Regions from separate parts of the Mus musculus genome. Here regions 2, 3, 4 and 5 are each linked to region 1. The links are chromatin contacts, called in public HiChIP or PLAC-seq and promoter capture Hi-C maps. All regions are on one chromosome and are shown on one strand. Each heading gives the region's core, a stretch centred on a gene start, on an enhancer-like site or on the middle of the called end of the contact. The rest is flanking DNA. Distances are from core to core; before and after follow the strand shown. Region 1 holds the start of Agbl3 (ATP/GTP binding protein-like 3). Region 2 holds the start of Akr1b3 (aldo-keto reductase family 1, member B3 (aldose reductase)). Region 3 holds the start of Akr1b8 (aldo-keto reductase family 1, member B8). Region 4 holds the start of Nup205 (nucleoporin 205). Region 5 overlaps Bpgm (2,3-bisphosphoglycerate mutase).

Evidence for each region. Promoter capture Hi-C pulls out the DNA fragments that hold promoters and counts their contacts. HiChIP or PLAC-seq counts read pairs in DNA pulled down with a chosen protein or histone mark.
Region 2: a promoter capture Hi-C map of pre-B cells shows a contact between it and region 1, with 9 times the contacts expected there. The contact joins the promoter of Akr1b3 here to the promoter of Agbl3 in region 1. A contact is called at or near these places in 12 of 39 promoter capture datasets (the HPC-7 cell line, cranial neural crest, embryonic stem cells and 7 more), 5 of 484 Hi-C or Micro-C datasets (the C2C12 cell line, CD4 T cells, centroblasts and 2 more), 11 of 115 datasets of contacts at active chromatin or transcription factors (acute myeloid leukemia, astrocytes, bone marrow-derived macrophages and 6 more) and 4 of 9 other capture datasets (adipose tissue, embryonic stem cells, liver and 1 more).
Region 3: a promoter capture Hi-C map of liver shows a contact between it and region 1, with 5 times the contacts expected there. The contact joins the promoter of Akr1b8 here to the promoter of Agbl3 in region 1. A contact is called at or near these places in 16 of 39 promoter capture datasets (the 3T3-L1 cell line, 3T3-L1-derived adipocytes, the HPC-7 cell line and 10 more), 5 of 115 datasets of contacts at active chromatin or transcription factors (bone marrow-derived macrophages, embryonic stem cells, extraembryonic endoderm stem cells and 2 more) and 2 of 9 other capture datasets (macrophages and pancreatic islet).
Region 4: a contact with region 1 is called in a promoter capture Hi-C map of pre-B cells, with 4 times the contacts expected there. The contact joins the promoter of Nup205 here to the promoter of Agbl3 in region 1. A contact is called at or near these places in 3 of 39 promoter capture datasets (hippocampal neurons, liver and pre-B cells), 4 of 484 Hi-C or Micro-C datasets (embryonic stem cells, pre-B cells and regulatory T cells) and 2 of 115 datasets of contacts at active chromatin or transcription factors (memory CD8 T cells and pancreatic cancer cells).
Region 5: a contact with region 1 is called in an HNF4G HiChIP or PLAC-seq map of pancreatic cancer cells. The contact joins the enhancer-like site here to the promoter of Agbl3 in region 1. A contact is called at or near these places in 9 of 39 promoter capture datasets (the HPC-7 cell line, Sertoli cells, cranial neural crest and 5 more), 14 of 484 Hi-C or Micro-C datasets (the 3T3-L1 cell line, 3T3-L1-derived adipocytes, CD4 T cells and 11 more), 9 of 115 datasets of contacts at active chromatin or transcription factors (DN3 thymocytes, T-cell acute lymphoblastic leukemia, effector CD8 T cells and 6 more) and 4 of 9 other capture datasets (adipose tissue, embryonic stem cells, liver and 1 more).

The regions. Positions count from the first base shown.
Region 1 is chr6:34,777,695-34,782,241 of GRCm38.p6, forward strand. It overlaps Agbl3 (ATP/GTP binding protein-like 3), which reads left to right and starts at 2,738. Exons shown (of 20, transcript NM_001289656.1): 1 at 2,738-3,365; 2 at 4,406-4,524. The coding sequence starts at 4,462.
Region 2 is chr6:34,315,437-34,319,983 of GRCm38.p6, forward strand. Akr1b3 (aldo-keto reductase family 1, member B3 (aldose reductase)) reads right to left here and starts at 2,053. Exons shown (of 10, transcript NM_009658.3): 1 at 1,904-2,053. The coding sequence starts at 1,969.
Region 3 is chr6:34,351,548-34,356,094 of GRCm38.p6, forward strand. It overlaps Akr1b8 (aldo-keto reductase family 1, member B8), which reads left to right and starts at 2,599. Exons shown (of 10, transcript NM_008012.2): 1 at 2,599-2,749. The coding sequence starts at 2,684.
Region 4 is chr6:35,174,966-35,179,512 of GRCm38.p6, forward strand. Nup205 (nucleoporin 205) reads left to right here and starts at 2,651. Exons shown (of 43, transcript NM_027513.1): 1 at 2,651-2,694. The coding sequence starts at 2,667.
Region 5 is chr6:34,493,531-34,498,077 of GRCm38.p6, forward strand. The region is part of intron 2 of Bpgm (2,3-bisphosphoglycerate mutase); the gene reads left to right. Among named protein-coding and RNA genes, the nearest start is that of Gm52898, 16 kb to the right of the region's middle. Within about 2 kb of position 1,946, at least 68 of the 459 cell types and tissues checked have an H3K27ac peak or open chromatin away from gene starts, as enhancers often do. A contact at or near this core is called in DN3 thymocytes, the HPC-7 cell line, effector CD8 T cells and 4 more, where this site is marked.

The sequences.
Region 1 (4,547 bases), core at 1,488-3,987:
CCTGAAGGAGGAGTCTGTCCAGTAGCTTTCAGTGGTGGGATCACAGAGACCGGAGCACAACTCAGTACATCTTTGAGAACTTTTTTTTTCCATTTTTTATTAGGTATTTAGCTCATTTACATTTCTAATGCTATACCAAAAGTCCCCCATACCCACCCACCCCCATTCCCCTACCCACCCACTCCCCCTTTTTGGCCCTGGTGTTCCCCTGTACTGGGGCATATAAAGTTTGCGTGTCCAATGGGCCCATCTTTGAGAACTTTACTCCAGGCTTTATTATCATTTTAACTTAAGAACAAAGAATTCAATTTCCAGTGTGTGCTCCCGTCTAAAATCAAAATTAAAAAAAAAACTTAATTAAAAGTGGAAAGCCCATGGACGTTGGAGAGATGGCTTAGAGGTTAAGCGTATTGTCTACTCTTCCAGAGGTCCTGAGTTCAATTCCCAACCATCACGTGGTGGCTCATAATCATCTGTAATGAGATCTAGTGCCCTCTTCTGGTCTGAAGACATATATGCAGGCAGAACAACCCGAGTTCAATTCCCAGAGTCCAGGTAAAGGAAGAGTGGGCTTAGTACTACTGGTTGTCTTCTGAGCTCCACATGAACTGTAGCATGCATGCCCCTATAAATGCAATACAAACAATGTTCTAAAACTTTAAAATGTTTTAAAGCAAATGCTTCTAAGGCGATTTTAACTTTAGCTGGAGGAGAGGGGATTCCATATGATGTGTCTTTAAAGTGACACTAACCACAGCCAGCATGTCTCTCCTGGCCTCAGCACTTGCACCAGCGAGGTCTTCTCTAGTCAACCACGAGGTTTAGTCTCTTGTTCAAATGCTACCTGGGCAGAGGGCTTCCCTAGCCACCTCACATTAAAGAACTACGCTGCCAAGCTACTCGACCCCAGCACTGCTAAGCTTTCTTTCCCTCCATAGCAACTTTCATCTGCCTGGTTCTATTATTGTCTTCTCCCATTAGGATGTAATCCCCATTAAAAAACTCTGCAATGGCCTTTCACGGTCAATAGTCTCTGATGTAAAACTAACCCGTAAAGGTCAGGTGAGTAATGAATGAATGTGACTTTTCAAAGCTTTGAGAATTTCTAAGTAATTCTCTTATGCACTAATAGCATTCTCTATAAATATTTGTTGACATATGTTAATGTGCATAGTTGGGCTGAATATACATACATACATACATACATACATACATACATGATTTAAGTCCTATCTTTGCCTCTTCCCTATCTGGCTGGGATGTTTCTTGGAGCTCCATCTTGTGAACCTGACAGCCTATAGCCTTTATCCATGAGTAAAGAGAAACAAAACAACAACAACAACAACAACAACAAAAAACAATAGATTCCATATAAAACAAACTGGCTTACCCTATTTACTGTCCAACAGCACAATACCACCAGCGGGGGATGTTTTAAGAAAAGTCTAGCTTGACTGTGATTCTAGTGGTACAAGCCAAGGGAACACATTTGGTGACGGACTTGCAGGCAGAGAGTCCCAAGTGACCAAATGGTACCCCTTAGCAGAAACTGGGAGTGGGTGCCCTCTGTTGTCCTATAGAGCCACTAAGTTTTAATTATGAGAACTCCACGCCGATGGTCTCATTCATCTTACTTACCCCTGAACGGCCCCACATATAAACAGAAGTAGGGTTATGTTTCTGTTCTTACATATCCACAGGAGCAAGTAAATTTCGGTACTGGAGCTTTGAGGATACCCTCAAACCAGAGAGTCTCTGAGCATTGTCTCCGTTAGTGATATACACATGGCATAAAACCAAGCACAACTAACTATGAAGACTAGTTTTCAAACAAGTGTGATCAATGGCACACTTCATTTCCTCAGGCCAATGCCCAAAGAAACAGAAAGTCTCAAGGTCTGACACAAACACATTCCCAGAAAGTTAACAAATCTAGAGATGCTAACCCATTTCCATGCTGAAACTGAAGCGCTTAATGCGAACCATGAGGGCACTGAACACCTCCTCATTCTTTTTGTCTATATGGGTTTTTCTTTTATTAACTTTACTTGGAAAACTGTTCCAACTGTATTATCCACCAAAGTGAAAAGTGACCAACAAATCAGGGTTAAATATACACACACAAACACAGATCCTAAGACTGCTGTGGGGGTCTTATTGACTTAAATAAGGCAAGGTGGGAGATTTGCTTTGTGAAAGTGTTGGCTAACAAAGAATTTCTAAGCTGATGAAATTTTTGAGAATTTACCCTTATACATATAACCATGACTCCTCCAAATCAAGTATTTTAAGTCTCACTTCCAGAATAAGAATGAATTATAATTGTGCAAAATAGAACTCAACCTTTTAACTTCAAATAAATTAGTTCATTTTTATTAATAAGGTTCAGTTCAGAAAATTAACTTGCCCGTGGTCATCAGGTTGTTAAAAGTCAAGGGGGGCTCTAGACACAAGCCTTAAACTGTATGTTCTACTGCCTTCTCAGCGCAGGCACCTAGCAAACAAGTTATAGTCACTCAGAACAAACTGCAGTCGCATCTTCCCCAGTGCTAAACTCTCCCTCCTGCAATGCTCAAACCGGTCCATACCATAAGCCAAGCCAGGAGTTCCCATCATCCCCTAGCATCAATGTCTCCCGCCAAAAACCTCACCACCTTCACAGCTGTCCCTAGGAAGAAATCACTAAAGCTCCCCAAAGTCTCGCGAGAGTACAGCCGTTGCCCTGGCAACAAGCGGCCTGCTCTCTCAGCGACCGCTGAATTTCGATGGCATTTGCTCTGACCCTGTCGTCGCCCGGTGCCTGGGGGACATCCTAAAGTATTCTCCCGGCAGGGGTGGGACGACCGGCGGACTTGAAGAGGCCCAGGGAACGAGGCGGGCGGCGGACGCGCCGCTTAGGCAGCGGGGAGCGGGGGAAATGCGGCCCTCGGCGCGGGACGGCGCGGGGCCCGCGTGAGTGAGGAGGCTCCGCGCGGGTCCCGCCCCGAGAGAAGGCCTGGCGCGGCCGCACGCCCCCCGCTCGCCGCTTCGGGCGCGGACCGGCGTCCGCGGGCTTCCGGCGCCTAGCGCCTGCACGCCTCGTCCGCGCACGTAAGGAGCTGCCGCCGGGCGTCCCGGCGGGTTGTCGTAATTTCGAGCCGTCATCCGGGGCTGAAGCTTCGGTCTCCGCCCCGAGATGTCACCTAGAAACCGCTCTCTCGACTGCAGTTGGCGTTTATGATGAAGCTTCGCGAGGCCTTCCGCGCCGTCCGCGCCCCCGAACGCGCTCGTCTGTAGACGTCAACCGGGGGCTGAGAAGGTGTTTGTCGGCGGTGGTCAAAAGGCTCGCTTTTAGAGAGAACCAAACACCAGTAGTTGTGAAATTGGTAAATTCTTTTGGTGTCCTCCAAAGTGTAAAAGCTTGGCAAGGATGATTTCATTGCAAATAAGAAAAGAGGAAACGTATACCTAAAACTGTATTATCCCCAAAGGCACAATCACTGGCATGTGTAGCAGGAGGAAAATGTCATTTTAGTAAAATGCCAATTTCAGGCTTGCCTAGAAGCAACAGTGGTCATCTCCAGCCGGACCTTCTGGTAGCTATTCCAATACAAATGGTGTCATTGGCTTTAAAAGTTAAATATACAGTAATGATCACGGTTAAAGAGAAACTTAAGTTATACACACTGAAGCTCGGGTCAACTGAAAGTTCAAGAGAAAGGGGAAAGTTTTTACACTATTGCTACATTTTATTGTCTGAATAATTATAACTTTTCTTGTGTACTTTTTAATGCGTGAAGACAATCCCCATTTACTATTGCAGTGTAGTGTTTAGTTATGAATATAAAATGTAAATGGCCTGGCTATATACTGTGGAAGTTTTTCAACTAAATTATTTACGTGATTTGTCTCTCTTGTTTCAACAGATTTTTTAAGTTTTATTTTTGTTCATAAAACATACTGACAGGTTATAAATATATCCCCCTTCATCTCTTCTAAAATTCACACCCCCATTCCATATCCACTCATCATCTTAAATTTTTTATTTAATTAAAATATAATTACATCATTTATCCCCCTTCCAACCCTCTCAGATACATATCCTCTTTTGCTATTTATTATCATTGTGTGTTTAAATAAATATATAAATGCAACTTGCAGAAGCCTATTGAATATTGCTTATGTGTATATTCTTTGTAGGACTGAACATCTGGTATTGGATATCTGTTTAGGAAGCTTGCTTTGTAGTAACGGATAGTTTTGTAAAATCTTTGAATTTGAAATTAATTTCCTGTATCCTTACTAGTTTAGTTTTCAGAGATCTGTCACTCTTAATTAAATACAATTGGACAGGTTTTGTAGTATTCATTTAATACAGAACCTGCACACCTTTGCTTAAAAGAAAAGCTGTTAAAAATCTCCTTAGACATTTTACAGCCTACTCACATAATTAAAGACATTCCGAGGAAGACACTAGAAGAGATGTCAGAAGATTCAGAGGAGGAAGACTACTCAGATAGAAGCATCAGTGATGACGATGACTTGGTATGTCTTTCTTTTTTACTTTG
Region 2 (4,547 bases), core at 803-3,302, 460 kb before region 1:
AAAAGGACCTGATCTCTATCCGGTCAGCTCTGCCTCAAAGGCCTCCTGACCATACAACACTTAAAACAGTATTTTAATACAATACTTACTGTATATTTAGCGTGCATTTAGGATCCCGAGGGCAGGCAAGCTAGCCAGGAAGAAACTCGATGCAAGGAAAAGTGCCTCCTAACTGCCTGAAATCCTCACCTTCCAGGAGAAACGGACTCCCTCAAGCGAAGAGTGGATCATACAGACTGTCAGAGTCCTGTTGTGATTTGTGGGGTACCACATAGACACAGATGTGGTTCCATGAGAACAAGAAACCGCATCCACACACCCTCTGTGACCATCACAGTGACTATACTATACTGTGTCATCACATATGCAAGGAAGGGAAATCTGGAAGTCTGGACTGTCCTCATGTCCATTGCTACCCTTTGTCCCTCCACACTCTCTACCCCAACCTCCCCGGGCCCCGAGACACAGGCGGACATTTTCTTCACCTCCACCTAACTCAACATGACTTTTGGATCCATTCTGAGATCCAGGCACAGTGGGAAGTAACAGAAATGTCTGAGAAGAAACCAAAACGATCTATACATACAAATGTATGTTATTTTAAACAAACACCCAGCTCTCTGAGGCTGTCACATGCGCTCTAGCCACTGGCTTATGAATGCTTACTCCTTATTTATCTCAGAACTGATCTCAAAATGCTGGCCCATGAGACGATTTTTCTAAAGCGATGAGCTTGGTTTTTGGAGAAATGGGACAGAATTAAAGTATCATCATCCTACCCATAATTTGGGTCATGTATTATAAAACTACTGTAGTTACATGTGCCTGTGTGTGCTGTGTCCAGTAGCTGTGTTTGCTATGGCAGGGAAACCGTCTTTCTTATCATTCCACCACACCGAATTCAACCTGGTATCACGGTTGTAATTCAATCATACCTTTGCAGTCACCAAGGACCCTCTGTAAGGAAACAAAAGCCGCACTTGCTAATCTACTGGCTTAGATACACGTTCTGAGAAAGACAAGTCTATGACCTGTTTCTTATTCTCCATTTGCATTACCCGTTGTTTTAACTGTAGTTTGGGTAGAAACAGACTCTGTCTGGTTTCAAACCATTTAAATTCAACCCTACCTGATTTTCTCTTACCTTCACTGTGTCTAAGTGCCCAGGTCCACCATACTCAAGGTTCTTAAAGATCGAGGTCACAGCATCGGTCTATAATATATAATACAACTACCCTGCAAGTAGCTTAAGAGCTAGGTTTTTCTGCTTCAGCAATAACACCAAAAATTGGTTCCTTAGTTGCCAAATAATCAAATCAGTTATAATTTTTGGTTTTTAAATATCGGTTCTTTCTTTTTGTATTTCACTATGATGTATCTGGCCCTCTTCTCAACTCTGCTGTGTTGTGTTGAGGTTTTGGGGATATCTCGCCTGAAGTCTTCTTATTAGTGGGTGGCACCCAGCAACGCGGAAGTCAGATTAATTCTCCAGGAGTTCCGCACCCATTAAGAACTGCACTCAGAGACTTAGAGGACAGAGAAACAAGCTGGTTCCTGGCAAGCTCTCGCCTGCTAATTTAATTATCTCAGGCCCATTGGCCCAAGTGGCTCATTCCCGAGAGGGCAACATCTGCGCCAAGTGAGGTCAATTCACTCGTGAGGCTGGGGCGCCACAGGTGCCAGATGACAAATCTAGGGCTCTGCTTCAATCCCTCTCACCCGGGTCACCGTGGGTGTGTCTCCACCTGGGGCGCCCACGCGGACTCGAGCGCTGCTCGCCCGAAGCCCCACACGCCGGGCCGCAGCCAGATACGCTCACAGGCCCCGCCACGCGAGCCCCGCTCCGCGCAGGCCGCTCAGGGTCACCCAGCGGGCGGCGGGTCGCACCCTGATGCATGCCTACCTTCCAGGTGCCCAGGCCCAGGGTGGGCATCTTGGTGCCGTTGTTGAGTTCCAGATGGCTGGCCATGATCGCTGCACGTTACAAACCCGGACCGGCAAATGTGCAGCGCTGGCTCGGGCGCGCACCTTTAAATAGCCCCAACGGCCTGTAGAAAGAACGCCTGCCATTGGTTGCACGGCTGAGAGACGGATCCTTCTGATTGGTCGATGCCGCGGTTCTGAAGGGGTCGGCGAGGATGCTTCTTTCCCTAGGTCCTAGCGGCACGGAATTCTCCAGCTGCTCTGCTTGCGCCCCACGTGGCAGTGTTTGCCCGCTGTTGTAGCACCAGACGGAAAGCTCTGAAAATAACCAGCAGACTAGAGATAAGGAGACTGGGGAGAAGTTTTGGTTTCGTTTTCGAGCCCAGAAGAAGACGTCTGTGTCTTTTCTAATCTCAGAATGACACTCTTCTGGAATCTTACACATCTTGCTTTGAATCTGATGGAGCAGATAGGCGTCAGGTGTATTTAAGAGCGTTCCCCCCCCCCCTTAGATTAAAAGTTAAATTTCAGGTGTACTTAAGCACTCCCATCCCCGCTATTAAAATGATTGCAACCGGTTTTGCAGAGAACTACGAAATACCCGTTTGTAGTACCTTTCTACCACTACCGGTGTCTGAACATGTTTAGTCTGGTTCAACAAGACTTGATGCAAAAATCCATAACCGTTAAGCTATGATCTCCCATAAGTTTCATCTCTGGATCACACATAAGTGATTTTGGAAAGTAAGACTCTTAAGCGGAAGGTTCCAGTATAATAAGTTGGCTAAACTCTGGAGGAAAAGTGAAAAGTCAGAGAACAAAAAAGTGAACAATCCCATAGTAGGAAAAGTCCATTCTCATACAGCAATGATTCCATGTTAGGGGGTACGAAATAAATCAGTTGTATTAGGTAGAAAAACAAAAGACTTTTCCTAAAATAATCTGAGTTGCCCCAAGAACTATGACGGCAATTTTGGCACTCGTCCAACACCCCTCTGAGTGATGGTCTGTTTCATTCCAGTCTCCTTCTGCTGGGTCATGCTCCAGTTGCCCCCTGATTACGCAACAGGGACAACTGCATCTGCAAGGTAATGAGTCAGGAACCCCACCTCTCTAAATCCCATTCTGGTGATTTTCCAGTCGGTGCCCTCTTAAAAAGTGGCACTTCTCCACTCCCACCCCAGGGAAAATTTATAAAGAACAGATATTTTCCACTTGAGTTTTATTAACAAAACCAATCCCCACAACTGGTGGCATGTGGAAATTCTGGTGTACTTTTTCTCTAATTAATAGTATTTGAATTTGAGTCTAGTTCTGGGGATTTGGTTTGTGTAAGATAACAGGTGACCTGACGCCCACCACTTGTCCTCTGTGAAATCCCTCTTGGCATAGAGACTTCTCTGCCTTTTGAACCTCCTGGGTCCAAACACAAAGAGCTGATTGATGTCTTGTGAAGTGATGCTCTTGCTCTGTGTGGCAGCTCACATCTCTTTACTTGACATTAAGAAAATAAAGGGGAAAGGACCGAGATGTTGTAGTCAACCTGGTTGCTAAACGAGATCCTTTCTCAAAAGATAAAAGAGGCCTTACCACCACCACCGAAGTGTGCGTCTTTACTGACAGGTGGCATCACAGAGGAGTCATCACCAGCTAGGGAAATGCACTACGTAGCAAAAGCTTTGTTATTGCAAAATAAACTAAGTATGTTTGACCCTCTAAAACACAGTATTTTGCCTGGGCCAGTCAAATGTAGAAAGGCACACCTGTGGAATTCTCCTATCAATCATGGCACTAAAGATGAGACACTGTTACAATAGTCTCCTGGTAACTCCTGTTGTTGCCTCCATAATCTTTATAAAATTTATTGGGCATGTATCATATCCTTCTTTAAAGAAGAATAAAGTAGGCTGGAGAGATAGCTCAGCGGTTAAGAGCACTGCCTGCTCTTCCAAAGGTCCTGAGTTCAAAATCCCAGCAACCACGTGGTGGCTTACAATTGTCCGTAATGAGATCTGATACCCTCTTCTGAGATGTCTAAAGACAGCTACAGTGTACTTACATATAAATAAATCTAAAAAGAAGAAGAAGAAGAAGAGGAAGAAGAAGAAGAAGAAGAAGAAGAAGAAGAAGAAGAAGAAGAAGAAGAAGATGATCCTAGCACTCAGGAGTCAGAGGTAGGCAGATCTCTGTGAGTTTGAGACCAGCCTGAGAGAGAGAGAGAGAGAGAGAGAGAGAGAGAGAGAGAGAGAGAGAGAGTTATTTCCAGGACACCCAGGGCTATTATACAGAGAAACCCTGTTTTAAAAATAAATAAATAAATAAAGAGTGTATTTGAAATGATGCTAAAACAAAAATAGACACAAAGTGTGTAAACAGCAGTTTACATACAATGTAAATGTTTGATGACAAGTTTAATAAGGAGTAAGAGGAGAAGACATACTACTTTTGAGAAAGGAAGAAAGCATAGCAAAAGAGGATACCGTTGGTCAGACTATTTCCTTTATAAACACATTTCTTTTTTTTTAATATTTATTTATTTATTTATTTATTTATTTATTTATTTATTTATTTATTATATGACGAGTACCCTGTAGCTGTCTTCAGACACCAGAAGAAGGCATCAG
Region 3 (4,547 bases), core at 1,349-3,848, 430 kb before region 1:
CCCCACTCCTGCCTTGTAAATTTCACCAAGGACACCGGGAAGAGAAGAACTCTCCTCCCAACTCCTCCCAACTCTCCTCCCAACTCCTCAGCTAGCTGTTAAAAGCCCCCTGCTGTCACTGCTTGGGGTCGAACTTCCCTGCCCTGCACGGTGGAGGGACTTCATCCTCAGCTAGCGGATAATAAAACCTCTTGCAGTTTGTATCAGGTGTGGTTTTCTCTCGAGATGTTGGGGTGTTGGCCAGCTCATCCCGGGACTTGAGCGGAGGCCCAGCATTGGGGGTCTTACAACACTATCAGTTATCCTCGGAGAAGCACCAGGCATGTGGGACACAGCACCTCACAGGCTCCTTCTGGGGGAGTCAGATGCTGCTCTGTCCATTCTGAGGCCGACCTTTGCTTGCTAGAAGTGAATCAAGCTACCCAGAGTTTTATCTAGAAGTCTGGATACTAGGTCAGATAAACAAGTAGACTGTAAAGAGAGTTATAGATAGCCCAAGGAACTCTGGCTTTTGACTTACAACATTCCCTCAAACATGAGAGCCGATATGAGAGAGCTTGCTGCATTTTTAGAATAAATAAACGTAGCTTCTTCAACCCAGTTTGGTGTTGACGCTTGTGCTTCCGTTTTACTTCCCTTTATGGACTAAAATCTCCTATATTTAGCGTCTTCTCTTTCCAAGTGTCAATGGGATTTCAATGGGGTAGGAGGGCATGAAAAATGTCATGGTATGAGTTCTGCTTGGTTGTGACATCTCCCTGAAGTTTGTCACCCCCCGAACTAATTTATTGGGTCCTCAGTTACAGTCAGCATTCCTAAACTGCCCGTATTACCAATGTCCTTAGCTGTAGAGCCTACATCGTGGCTCAGTCTCTCCTGAGAACATTAAGTTGTACGCACACTGCAACTTTAACAGTGCTGACTGTAAATATTTCTAATCAGCCTGTGAACCCCTTCAGTCAGTTTCCCCAGACATTTCAGTTCCTCTCTCTGTGCTGTTCTGGAGACACACTGAAGGTGGCTTAGGCATACACCTGGCTACCTGCCACTGTCCCTGGGCATCTGTGGGTCAGGGCTTCCATCCTGAGCTTGCTATTTCTGCCCTAGGCTCACCTTGGAGACCAGAGCTCCTATGATCTGGGACTTCTTGAATCAGTGAGGTATTCCAGTTACACCCCAAGGTTATTGCTGATAAGTATTTCAATATTGGAAAATGATAATTTTTATTCTCTTATAACTCCCGTAAAATCTTTTGTTTACTCTGATTTTTCTGGTTTTTCTTTCTAGAGGACATGCATTAGTTTTATAATATCAATAAAGTAAAAGTCAAGAACATTTACATATGATTCTTGAAAAACTATAAACATGGAGGTGAGAATGTATTATTCTATAAATGACTGAAAATTGCCATTTTGAAAAAAAATCAATTTTGACCTATACCTTGTGTGATAAACTGAAATAAACTTCATTTGAGTCTATATTCCTACTTCTAAAGATCTATCCCCAGGGAATGAGGCCCAATGCTTCACTGCAATGATATTTCTTGAAATATTATTTATACACAATAGAAACCAGCTGGAAATCAGCAAGAGACCTAAGAATAGTGGAAATGGTAGAATAAATTACCATAAAATAGAATGCAACGTTAAAATGTTTAACATAAAGGCAATTTTGAAATGACTCACTATAAACGTGTAGAAAAGCTAGCCTTGTGGTGTCAGCTTTGGAAAATGTGGTGCGGTGCATAGAAGCTGACACAGGCTGAGAAGAGCCCAGGAAACTGCACCGGGCAATGGCATCCGAGTGACAGAAAAGGATGTTTATGCTCGCATCTTTCTTTTTCATGCTGTCCTTAGTGAAACAGAATATAATCACAAAAGTCTGGTTTTTAAATGTAAGCAAAAAAAATGTAAAAGCTCACTATAATTATACAGTTAGACAACTTGTCAAATTTCAAATTCAGAGAGAGGGGGGATAGAGAGAGAGAGAGGGAGAGGGAGAGAGAAAGAATATTATCAAAGAAAGGTCTTAGTGGTTAACAGGGGAAATTTGCTTTTCACAATCTTCCATCAATTAGATGAGTAAAACTTAAACAAACAAACAAACAAAAAGAGGGTCAGAAAACACTCTCTCCTCTCCCGTTCCCTCCCCTCTCTCCCCTCCCCCCTCCTCTGCAAGCGCCCCTGTCATTGATCTTTTGTGATCAGCAACAGTTAGCTCAAAATAATTTATGCAGCCTCCCATTTTGCCTCTGAAAACTTTTACTTGCCTCAACCTCATGGAATACCTACAGGCTCCACCGTTCTCCACACACTGTGGAAACCCATACATATTCTCCACACACTGTGGAAACCCAAACATAGCTAGCAATATAGCTCGAAGGATCTTTCACCCCATGCGCCTAAGGCTCATACACCTCTAAGTAGCTCTACAAAGTAATTTATATTCTGCATCAGGGAGATTTCCCTCTGGTTTATGACTAATCTTTACTCACACTCTTAAAAGCTTACAAAAGACTGGGATGAACTTCCGGTTCATTGCGGGAGGGGGGGCGGGGGCGGGAGGGGTCTGGGCGTGGCGCTTGCAGTAAGAGCCGGCCTCTTCATCCAGGACGTTAAAGCCTCCATCTGTCTCATTAACAAGGACACAGACATCTGCTCTCAGCAAGATTTTGGCAGCAACCATGGCCACGTTCGTGGAACTCAGTACCAAAGCCAAGATGCCCATTGTGGGCCTGGGCACCTGGAAGGTGAGTGCGCAGTCTTGGGCACCTGGTCTTGGCATTTCCTCTTCTTTTTATGACATCTACTGGGAGTTTGGAACCCTAGAGACAGAACACAAGTTGGTTTTGCCTTTTGTGCTGTTTCAGACCTCAAAGCTCTGACAGACTTTTTCCAGCAGAGATATCCCTGTGAAGTGTCAGGTTTCAAGTTTTCCCGAACTTGCCAGTTACCCTCTTAACAAGCTTTCTTCTGAACTCATGAGACACTTAAAGTTTTATAAGTTTTGGCTGGTTTGAAGCAGGGCAGTGGTGGTGCATGCCTTTAATCCCAGAAGTTGGGAGGTAGAGGCTGGCGAATTTCTGAATTTGAGGCCAGAGGCCAGCCTGGTCTACAGAGTGAGTTCCAGGACAGCCAGGGCTGAGTTATTCAGTGGCAGGACACCAAAAGCTCCAAATGACCTAGCTCTGTTTGGTGGGGGAAAGACTCTGCAGCTTGTGGCCTGGAAGCCTGGGGGAAAGGTGGAGTCTCAGACCCTAGCACAGGCTACTGGCACCTGCACCTTACCAAGACACTACACCATTTTCTGAGCACATCAAACTAAGCAGGAAGATGACAGAGCCTGAGCTCAGATCCTGCCTGGCAGTGTGCTCTCCTGGAAGAATGCTCCAAGGCCCTTCCCACTTCTGTTGAGACAAGTCTGACATTGTTCCATCTCCTAACTTTGTCCTTGGGTTTATTTCCTTTCGTGATAACAGGACAGTGGTCAGCTAGTTTCCAGGAGCTGTCTCTATTTGATTTCTGGCGACTGGGAGTTACACTTCAGTTTAGGCTGCCCTAGAACTTATTCTATAGCTTGGGTTGGCCTTGAACTTGCAATCCTCCGGCCTCAGCTTCTAGAGGTTATCACAGGTGTGAGCCACCTCCAGGAGGAGTTGTTTTTGGAGTCCGAGTCTCTTGTCCTGGTGGCTTAGCCTCTGTCTCTCGCTTAGCCTCTGTCTCTCGATCTTTGCACTGTCTTTTTCTTCTGATCATGGGACAGAGGTGGGGCCTCTCTTTGATTCAGCACTGGGTTTAAAACCTCGAATTTGCTCCAAATTAGACATTTCACTTTCTACCAAGCTGTCAAGCACTCTGACCAGAAGTAACCCACAGAAATCCAAAGATTAGACCGAGCGCTTGACAAGGGAGTTGTTGTCAAGATAAGGAGGTGGTATCATAGAGGGAGAGTCTGCTCTTATCTGAAGGAATGCTGGCAGGCAAGATTCTATTGGAAGGCCCAGGTACTTCTGAACCGCTAGGGGTCACTTCTGATCCCAGGGAAGCAGGCTATCTCTCTGGAGCTTTTCTGTGTTTGATGCTTAACCAAGATATTTCTAGATTTGGTGAAAGAAGAGTAGTTTTTTGTTCGGCTGGTTGTTTTGGTGATGAAAGGCTTTTTCGTATTTATGTTTTATTTTGGGGACAGCTATGTGCCCCAAGCTAGCCTCAAACTCAAAATCCTCCTGTTTCTCAAATACTGGGACTACATACACGGGCCACCATACCCAGTAGTTTGGCTTTCTGCTTTAAAAAAAAAAGTCGATTGTACTTCATTCCTGAGCACAGCTGCTGTGTGGTCAAGTCTGGATTTACCATAAGACAACCATTCTTCACATTCTTATCACGGTCTGGGGCTGAAGTCCTCTGGGTCACTGCAGAGTTAAGTCTGGCTTTCAGCAACTTGCAGTGGCAGGCATCTGTCACCCCAGAAACAAGAGCTCCTTTAAGACCGGGTACATTAGATGGAAACTGACTTTTATCTCCGATAGAACACGGGACGGGGGA
Region 4 (4,547 bases), core at 1,401-3,900, 400 kb after region 1:
CTATTGTAATTTGTGGCTTCTAGAAGTACTAAGAAGATCGGGAGGCAGCAGCAAGTAGTATCAGTTAGTGTCACAGCTCGTGGGCCTATCCATCAAGAACCATAGTCTTTGGCAACGCATTTCGTCTCTCAGGCCTAGCGTCTCCGGGCTCCGGGTCCTTAAGGTGTAGCAGCTCCTTAGACCTCTCCCTTCCTGCAGTGAAAGCCCAGTTTCCCATCCCCTCTTGTTCTCAAGGCAGGCAGTACTCAAATTTTGTTGCTATGTCCTTCTATTGTTAAGTTTTATGCTCTGTTCTCTCTTGGCTTCTTTATATTTCCACAATACATCCTTGACATTCTCTCCCAGTTCTTAGATTGTTAGTACCCTATGACCCTCTGGAACCGGTCAGCCACTTTGGGTCTGAACCTGCTGCTATTGTAGCTGTTGTTGCCCTTGTGACCTTTGCTTCAGTAACTACTCTGCTGTCACTTCATCTGCCTGTCTTTATCCAATCAGTTTAGCAAGCCATACTGGCCTTGTGGCCCACACCTTTAATCCTAGCACCTGGAGGCAGAGAGAGGCCAGTGGGTCTCTGTGAGTTTGAGGCCAGCCTGGTCTATCAAGTTAGTCCAGGACATCCAGGGCTCTGTTATAAAGATAATTATTTTATTTTACTTCATTTCATTTATTTTTGAAACAGGATTTCTCCATGTAGCCCTGGCTGCCCTGGGACTCACTCTGTAGACCAGGCTAGCCTTAAACTCACACAGACCTGCCTGCCTAGTGCTAGGATTAAAGGCATGAGCCACCACCACCCTTTTTTTTATTTTTATTTTTTGAGAGAACCTTTTAATGGTTTTAAGGATGTAACAGCAGAGACAGTTCAAAAAGGGTGTCTCACAGCTGACTTGAAAAGAAAACCAAACAGCCTGCTTATATAACCAGAAGGGGTATTTGGTAAGGTTGTTTGCACCAACCATAGCACAATCCTTCATGCAAATGAATTACATTCTGTACCAATCACAAGTCCTCTGATGATCGAACACCAGGAAGAGTGCTCCTCCTATAGCCTGCTTGAAAATGGTCACAGGGTCACTGGGAGTTCACTTAGGCTAGTCTAATTCCAGTGCATTCAAAGGCTAGTACAGGCTGTGGAGTGACCATGACTGGAGCATGTCTTCAGCTGTGCAAATGTGAGCATATCCCCAGGGTGTCTGTAAACTCTCCAGAATAGCAGGGCTGCTGTAAGGGCAGTCTGGTCAGTCGCTAGTGAAAGAGGTGCTTGGCTTAGAACTCTCCATTGAAGGCTTCCAAATATAAGCGAAGAGCTTTCAAGCAGATCGCTACTGACATCAATCATTCACAGAAATCATTATATTTTACAGTAGACTTAATGAAAGCTTAAGACAGAATTAGTACTTCTAACGTATGTAGAAGTTACTTAGTAGGCTTTTTAGGTTCTTATCTCACTAGCCCGCTTCCATTCTATTCTGTAACGTGTTTTTCCTTTCTTTCTTCTTTTTGTTTTTTTGAGACAGGGTTTCTCTGTATAGCCCTGGCTGTCTTGGAACTCACTCTGTAGACCATGCTGGCCTAGAACTCAGAAAATCTGCCTGCCTCTGCCTCCCAAGTGCTGGGATTAAAGGCGTGGGCCACCACGCCCGGCTAGCAAATTTTAAATTTAACGAGTAAGTTTAGTAGTTTTGGTTGCTTAGGTAGAAAAAACATTTGGTGTTTGTGAAATTTATGTCGAATTTGACTCAACATGTTGGGGATGAGGAAGCAAATGGGTGACACTTTTGAAGTCAGGCAGGCAGTACTCAAATTTTGTCGCTGTCTGTAATTTTCTTTTTTTTTTCCAAAGATTTATTTATTTATTATATGTAAGTACACTGTAGTTGTCTTCAGACATCCCAGAAGAGGGCGTCAGATCTCATTACAAATGGTTGTCAGCCACCACATGGTTACTGGGATTTGAACTCAGGACCTTTGGAAGAGCACTCAGTGCTCTTAACCTCTGAACCATCTCTCCAGGCCCTGTCTGTAATTTTCGAAGCACAATGTGATTATGTCTACAGAATATACTTATTAAATAGAAATTCCTTAATCACTTACTCACTTCACTCTACTCTCTTAAGGTAAGGGGGATGGCTATTCAAATAAAATTTAACTTGAAATGAAGGTCATGAGAATTTTTTCTCTTTTTTTTTTTTTTTTTTTTTGAGACAGGGTATATAGCCTGTATAGCCCTGGTTGTCCTGGAACTCACTTTGTAGACCAGGCTGGCCTTGAACTTAGAAATCCGCCTGCCTCTGCCTCCCGAGTGATGGGATTAAAGGCGTGCGCCACCACGCCCAGCAAGAACTTTTTCAGTTTCACTGATTTCCCTTTTTTGAACACTAGTCAACTGCACGGCTCACTCGAAATAAAACTACGGGTCCCATGATGCATTGCACAGCTAGTCTCCGAACCGGCTGCCCTCGGCTTGTTTTAACGGTAATGGTCGCAGTTAGACTCGATGGCCCTAGGCCAGAGCAGGGCGGGGAGCCTTGTGCACACCCGCTCGAGCCTCGCATGGCGTTCTCGGAGGCCCTGGGGACGCCCTTGTGTTCAGGCGTCGACGCGGGCAGGCCCTCGGGCCCGGGGTCCTCCCCGCGGCAGGAGCGCTCTCTCAGTCCTCCTCCAAGATGGCGGCGCTGTTGGCGGTAAATTCGGGTGAGCGCGGCGGGCCCGCGAGGGACCCGCGGGGACCCACGGGGGGCGGGGCCGGCGAGTGGGGAGCGCTGGTGCAGTCGGGCCGTTGGCAGTGCGGGCGCGAGCGTGTGCGCAGGGCCCGCTCTCGCCGCGCTCCGGCCTGCAGCCCCGCGCCGCCTCCGTTTGAATGGCGCGCGGCGCGGCGACAGTTTGGCCCTCGAAACGGGCGTGTGAAGGGGAGGCGGAGCGGCGGGGTCCCGGGCAGCCAGGCGCGCGCCCCCGAAGCCGCTTCGTCCCCCCAATATCCTTCAGGTGTAGGCAGGCCATCTACCGCCGAGGTACGGCTCAAGTCCCGGGCTGTGGGACCCAGGCGAGGCTGGAAGGAAGCTGGTCTGGAAGGGGGCCGTGGGCCGGTCATGGGGCATGGGGGTGAGGAGGTCTTGCCAGCCGCGAGGCGGTGCCACGGGCTCAGCACGTGCCGCCCTGCACCGTTGTCACAGCCACGGCGGACGGTGACATCGCTGTGAAAAAGCTGGGGCTGGGGTCATCTTTGGTAATTGGAACCCCTCAGAGATGCTTGAAGAAGTGGATGGGTTTTGATTTGTCCTGGTTCCAGGAACACGGTGCCGGTCGTTAGTGGGGAGGACTTAGATGTCAAACATTTCGTACGAGGTCTGGCACTCCTGAACACGGCTTTAGACACTCGATTCATGAGTACAATTAAGAGGCAACATAGCAAACGTTTACGGACCATCTTTTTCAGCAGGACTGTTTTGTTTTTAAACTGTTTTTGGTACTGGTTCTTGCCAGTTTACCAGTATTTTTTGAAAATTACCTAAATCTGAGTTTTGTACATAAACCATCTCAGAAGTGGTATGGTAAATTGTTCTGTAGAAATGAAGTTTTCTGTTGTATTGACAACATATTGTCTGCTCACTGGAGCAAGTGTTAGTCTTGATTGTTGAATCCCTTTATACCTGGTGTATGTGTGTATTTCATTTATATATTTGGAGTAATGCAATTAAATATCTCAGATTTAATTTGGAAGCAAAGACTTCCAGTGATTACATAATTTCTCCAAAATTAAACAGTTAATGCCTTTTTTTTTCTTCCCCGCCCCCCCCCCCCCCCCAGGGTTTCTCTGTGAAGGCCTGACTGTCCTAGAACTCACTCTGTAGACCAGGCTGGCCTCAAACTCAGAAATTCACCTTCCTATGCCTCCCAAGTGCTGGGATTAAAGGCATGCGCCACCACTGCCCAGCCAGTTAATGCTTTTAAGCACAACTTTATGACATTACATCATGCTTGTCCCCCCTCAAAGTAGTTAAATTAAATGCACTACTAGATTTTTTGAAAAGCCAGGCTTCCATGTAATAGTTCTGTTACATACATTTATAGCATATAATATCCTGAGTTACCATTAAACACAAGCCACTGACAGTTGTCACTAGCTCCCAGGAGTATAGTGTGTACAGGAGAGCTTTGATTGGCCTCAAGAAAAGAAAGCATTTTAAAAAGCCAGGAGTCAGTCAAGAGAGTTATTTTTTGTCACCTTTGGGAAGAACTGAAGCATCCATAGATGAATGGATGATGAGTGAGTGAGTGGATAAACGAAACATGATGAACACACAAAGGAATATTACTCAGTTTTTTTTTTTTTTTTAAAGATTTATTTATTAATATACATAAGTACACTGTAGCTGACTTCATCTGCACTAGAAGAGGGCGTCAGATCTCTTTATGGGTGGTTGTGAACCACCATGTGGTTGCTGGGATTTGAACTCAGGACCTTCGGGAGAGCAGTCAGTACTCTTACCCGGTGAGCCATCTCACCAGCCCATATTACTCAGTTTTAAAAAGAAGGCAGTACTGTC
Region 5 (4,547 bases), core at 696-3,195, 280 kb before region 1:
ACTCCCTGGCACAGCTGTACAAAGAGGCTGTTTGTGGAGCTCATGCTTCCTGCCAAGCATAGTCCTAGACATTTTGCACAGATATCTTGTTTCATGTAGAAACCTGAGTGTGGCCTTTAGCTCTCTGGAGAGCAGTAGCTCAATATTGGGTTTTACTCTGTTGTTTACTGTCTCCAAATCCTATTTCTTTATTTCATGGGATCAATCACTGATCAGGAGGCTTGACAGAAGCTTTAGTTAAAACAAGCAAGCTTTTTCACACCCCAGTACCGTGGATGAATCCGTCACAGCATGCTAGGTGAAGAAACCTCAGCAGAGAATGCTGCGTACCGCCTCGGCCCACGCATGTGGCACGTGGGAGCGAACCAAGCTACAAGGTCCAAGCAGAGCTGAGTGGCAGAGGCAGGCTGCATGTCTGCAAGGCGACTCGGGGTCAGGGGATGCTAGGCTCTTGGGCATCGTCACTGCAGGTGCCTACACCTTTATAGACGAAGCTTAACGGAGCTGGCTGGCAGGTGCTTTAGTGTTAATGTAGTGAAAATGGTGCCTCAGAAGAGACCGGCTTCATTCAGTGTAGTCAGTAAGTGAAGTGCCCTTAATCGGGACCTTAGTTTGTGTTCCACAGAGTGATCGTCTGAGTGGGATTCAATCCCAGGACCCCTATTTGCCACCGTATTCTATAGCCATGTGCTTCCATCTGCTCTCTCCACATACACACAGTGGAATTAGATGAACACACCTCCCTGTGTCTTGAAAACTCGAGTGGGCATTGTTACGGCCTTTTCAGTCTTCTGGAGCTGTGTGGTGCCGACTCTCTTCAGTGCCTAAGCCATCAGCAGGCCAGGGCCACCCTTCAAAGTTCTGCTTCATGAGATGTTACACCGAAGATGCTGGAAGAGTTTGTGTGTATTTTTATTTTTATGGTGCTGGGGATTGACCCAAGGAGCTCACACCTTCCAGACCAGTGCCCTGCCACTGAGCTGCACCCTAGCCTGACCGTGTATTTTGTTAGCCTTGCCAGTGTTACTTATACAGGTTGTGAAGCCTTCTGATGGCTTTTCAATCCCAGACTGATGACCTCTTATTTGTCACTGTATTCTATAGCCTTATGCTTTCATCTGCTCTTTCCACTTGTACACACACACACACACACACACACACGCACACACACCCATACCCATCTGTGTGCTTCTAACATCATCTAGTAAGGCTAGAAGTAGGTTATGGACCTCTTGGAGTCAATGTGTGTGAGCAATACAGTTGAAGACAATGTTACTGGTTGGAAGTTAGCTAACATTCTTACCCGAGGATCACCACTTTAGGAGCCTCGTGGCAGCATCTCTGACAGGCTCCCTGTCTGCTGAGCCTGGTCTGTAACCTGCCTAGTAACGTATTTCTATTAGAGATCGATTTACGTGTAATCTGAGAATGCTTAATATTTTCAGAAGACAAACAAGGCATGGGATACTATACAGTAAGAAAATTCCCCCAGGGACTGCTTCACTGGTTTTCAGAACCATAAATAATTGCCTACAATCTTGTCAGTAAGTCCAGGTTAAAGCCGATCTCGCCCCTGACAGTTGTGCTTCTCACAACGCTGCAAGAGAACTTTGAATGCCCGCGGGAGAGCTAAAAGCAACCTGTTGTGCACAGTTCCAGACAGGCGTGTGTTTCTTTTTCTTGTGGTTGGCATAGTTGCTTCCTGTTTGTTTCCTGCTGGTCCACACTGAAGGAAAAGCCGAGTACCTAACTGAGTGTTGGATGTGGTCTGTACCTTGCCAGAGGAAGTAGATTGTTTAGTCTGGTTTAAGCACAGGATCAGGCAGATGCAAGACAGGGATAAAGAGTGGCGGCAAGAAATTTGTATAAGACTTGGACTCTGTCCCTGGAGAAGTGTACACAGCTGCACACACAGCAAGTCAGACACAAGGTGACGTGAAATGAGAGAAATGAGAGGAAAGGTCAGCTAGAGCTGGCTGCCAATGGCGGCTGAGGTGTTTGTCACCTTTGGCATTTAGTAGGATATTTTCAGAATCATGGAGTTCAAGCCCTCTTTCCTGGGAGACAAATAATTGCTTAGTGGTAGAGCTGAGCTAGCTTTTATGCAAGCCTACAAAATCTATAGTAGCCTTTATTCTTAAATAGCGTAAGATTTTAACTGTAATTTAACTAAACAAATTAAATTATAATTATTTGAATACATTATTTAAATTATAAGTGATTTAAGTGAATAAATTTGGTAAATTATAGTGAATGAAAAGTTAACTAAAACTGAAAGGTGAATTCATCTCTCTCTTGCTTAATTTTAAAGCAGCAGCTATTACCCTGCCATCAGGTTACAGGGTAATTTAATACCCTGTTTTCTTTGGTTTCCCCAGGCTATCTTTTAATTGTATGTATGTGAAACTAAAAATTTAGAAGTCTAAAATTAAATTTACTTGTATGGTCACCTGTAATGGACAGTCTCTTCTTTCAGCCCTTACTGATAATAGAAGAATACACAGCGTCGTTGTCCCATAGGTCCAGTGGGGACAAAGAGGGGTGGGTGGGGGTCTCACAGTTGGCTGCCACCAGATTCACTGAAGCTGGGTGGTGTTTTTGCTTTTTTGTTTTTAATCCTAAAATATGGGCTTTCCTTTCGTCCTGTAGCAACTCCTCCTGTGTCCCTGAGTGCTGCTTTTCCCCATTTCCTGCTGCTAAAAGATTTGTAGGCATTTTAGAGAAAAGCCAAAGAACACACAGAACAGATTTGTGCAGTTTGCTTGATTAGCACTAGGTATAAACAACTTTTTTGTTCCAGGCTAAGAACTGTTTAAATGCACCTCCCACACCTCGTTTCTTGCTCAGTTCATAATGAGAAAAGTCTTTAATCAAGGCTTCAACAATAAAGACTAGACTTGAAAGCCAAGAAAGTTAGAATTCACTCAGTTCAACTGTATGCCCAGGGCCCAGTGATTCAAGTCCTGCTTTTGGCCCAGGAGCTAGAGTACACATGAATGAGTGAGACACACAAGGTCCTGCCTATGGTGGATCCTATGTGCCCCTTCTGATCTTTCAGAAATGTCACCCAAAAATGCACATCTGATATGACCTTCCTTGGAGTGCTCTCATGCAAAAGCCTGTTGCTGGGGAATCTTTAACCTTTATTCCTTATAACCTGCAATCCCATGTAAAAAGTGCATTCTTGGTGGATCCAGTGGTGACATACCTAATGTATCTGACGGACCATATAGCTCCATGTTTTGTGCCTCCTAGCAGGCAACCTTCGAAAGCACTGCTCACAGATGCACAGATTCCAGTTATATTCTTGTAAGGATGGTGAGGCACTGCCCGGAGAGCTGGAGTCACAGAGCAGAGTTCTCATTCTGGCAGAAGCCAGGATTTGTTCAAGTGCTTCTCCCAGAGGTGTTGGGTGGGGCATTGTGGTTGAAGTACAGTGTCCTGTGTTCTAGTTTGTTACCATGACTTAGAGGGAGTGCCGGCAGGTTGACTTTCTTTTTTTCTTCTTCTTCTTCTTCTTCTTCTTCTTTTTTTTTTTTTTCAGTTTTCCGAGACAGGGTTTCTCTGTATAGCCCTGGCTGTCCTGGAACTCACTTTGTAGACCAGGCTGGCCTCAAACTCAGAAATCCGTCTGCGTCTGCCTCCTGAGGGCTGGGATTAAAGGCGTGCGCCACCACGCCCAGCCTGCAAATTGACTTTCGGAAGCTACTCCTGCACGTAGAAAATAAGTTATTTAAGTTTTCCATTTTGGGTATCAATTTACTCACATGGTTTTCTCCTAAACTTTCGTTCTTTCTTATCTGAAATGCTTCCACCATTTCCAGTGGTTGCAGTGGGTTTCGAGAAGCTCCTGCATAGAGACTGGAGAATTAAAGATGCTCTAGGTATTCCGATGCTTGCCTATGGTAGGCTCGGCCCTCCAGAGGCTGGGGTAGAAAATTTCCAGTTCAAGGCAAGCCTGTGCCACATAGTTAAACGCTGAAGACACCAGGTGTAAAGTGAAGAGATGGCTTCAGAGGGACTGTGATGGAAAGAAGGTAGAGAGAGAGAAAGAACCTGGTGCCATTTCCAAGAAGGCGCTCTTGGACTTGGTTAAACGTGAACTGGAGACTGGGGTGGTGTTCTGCTAGAATGTGTGAAGCCCTGCCTTTTGATCAACAGCGCTGCATAAAACTGGGTGTGGTGGTGCAGGCGTCCTCATAGCACCCGGGGGGGCGGGGGGGGGGGTGGTGGTGGTGGAAAGAGGAGAATCGGAGATTCTGTGTCATCCTCAGCTACGAAGTGAGGCTAAGGTTAGCCTGGGCTACATGAGTCCTAATGATTTAAATAAATAAATAAACAAATCAATAAATCAAAAGCTGAGCTAGGCAGGAGGTGTGATACCTGACTACACATTTTAGCTTCTGTTTGGTGGCCCAGTGGATGGATTTTTAAGAGTATAATGCATAGCATCTTTTGCTGGTTTGGTTTGGGGCAGTGCAGCGGGGAAGTTCTGTTTACTTAGCTTTCCTAGGATGAAGCATTTAGTATATGCCAACTTTTAGTAA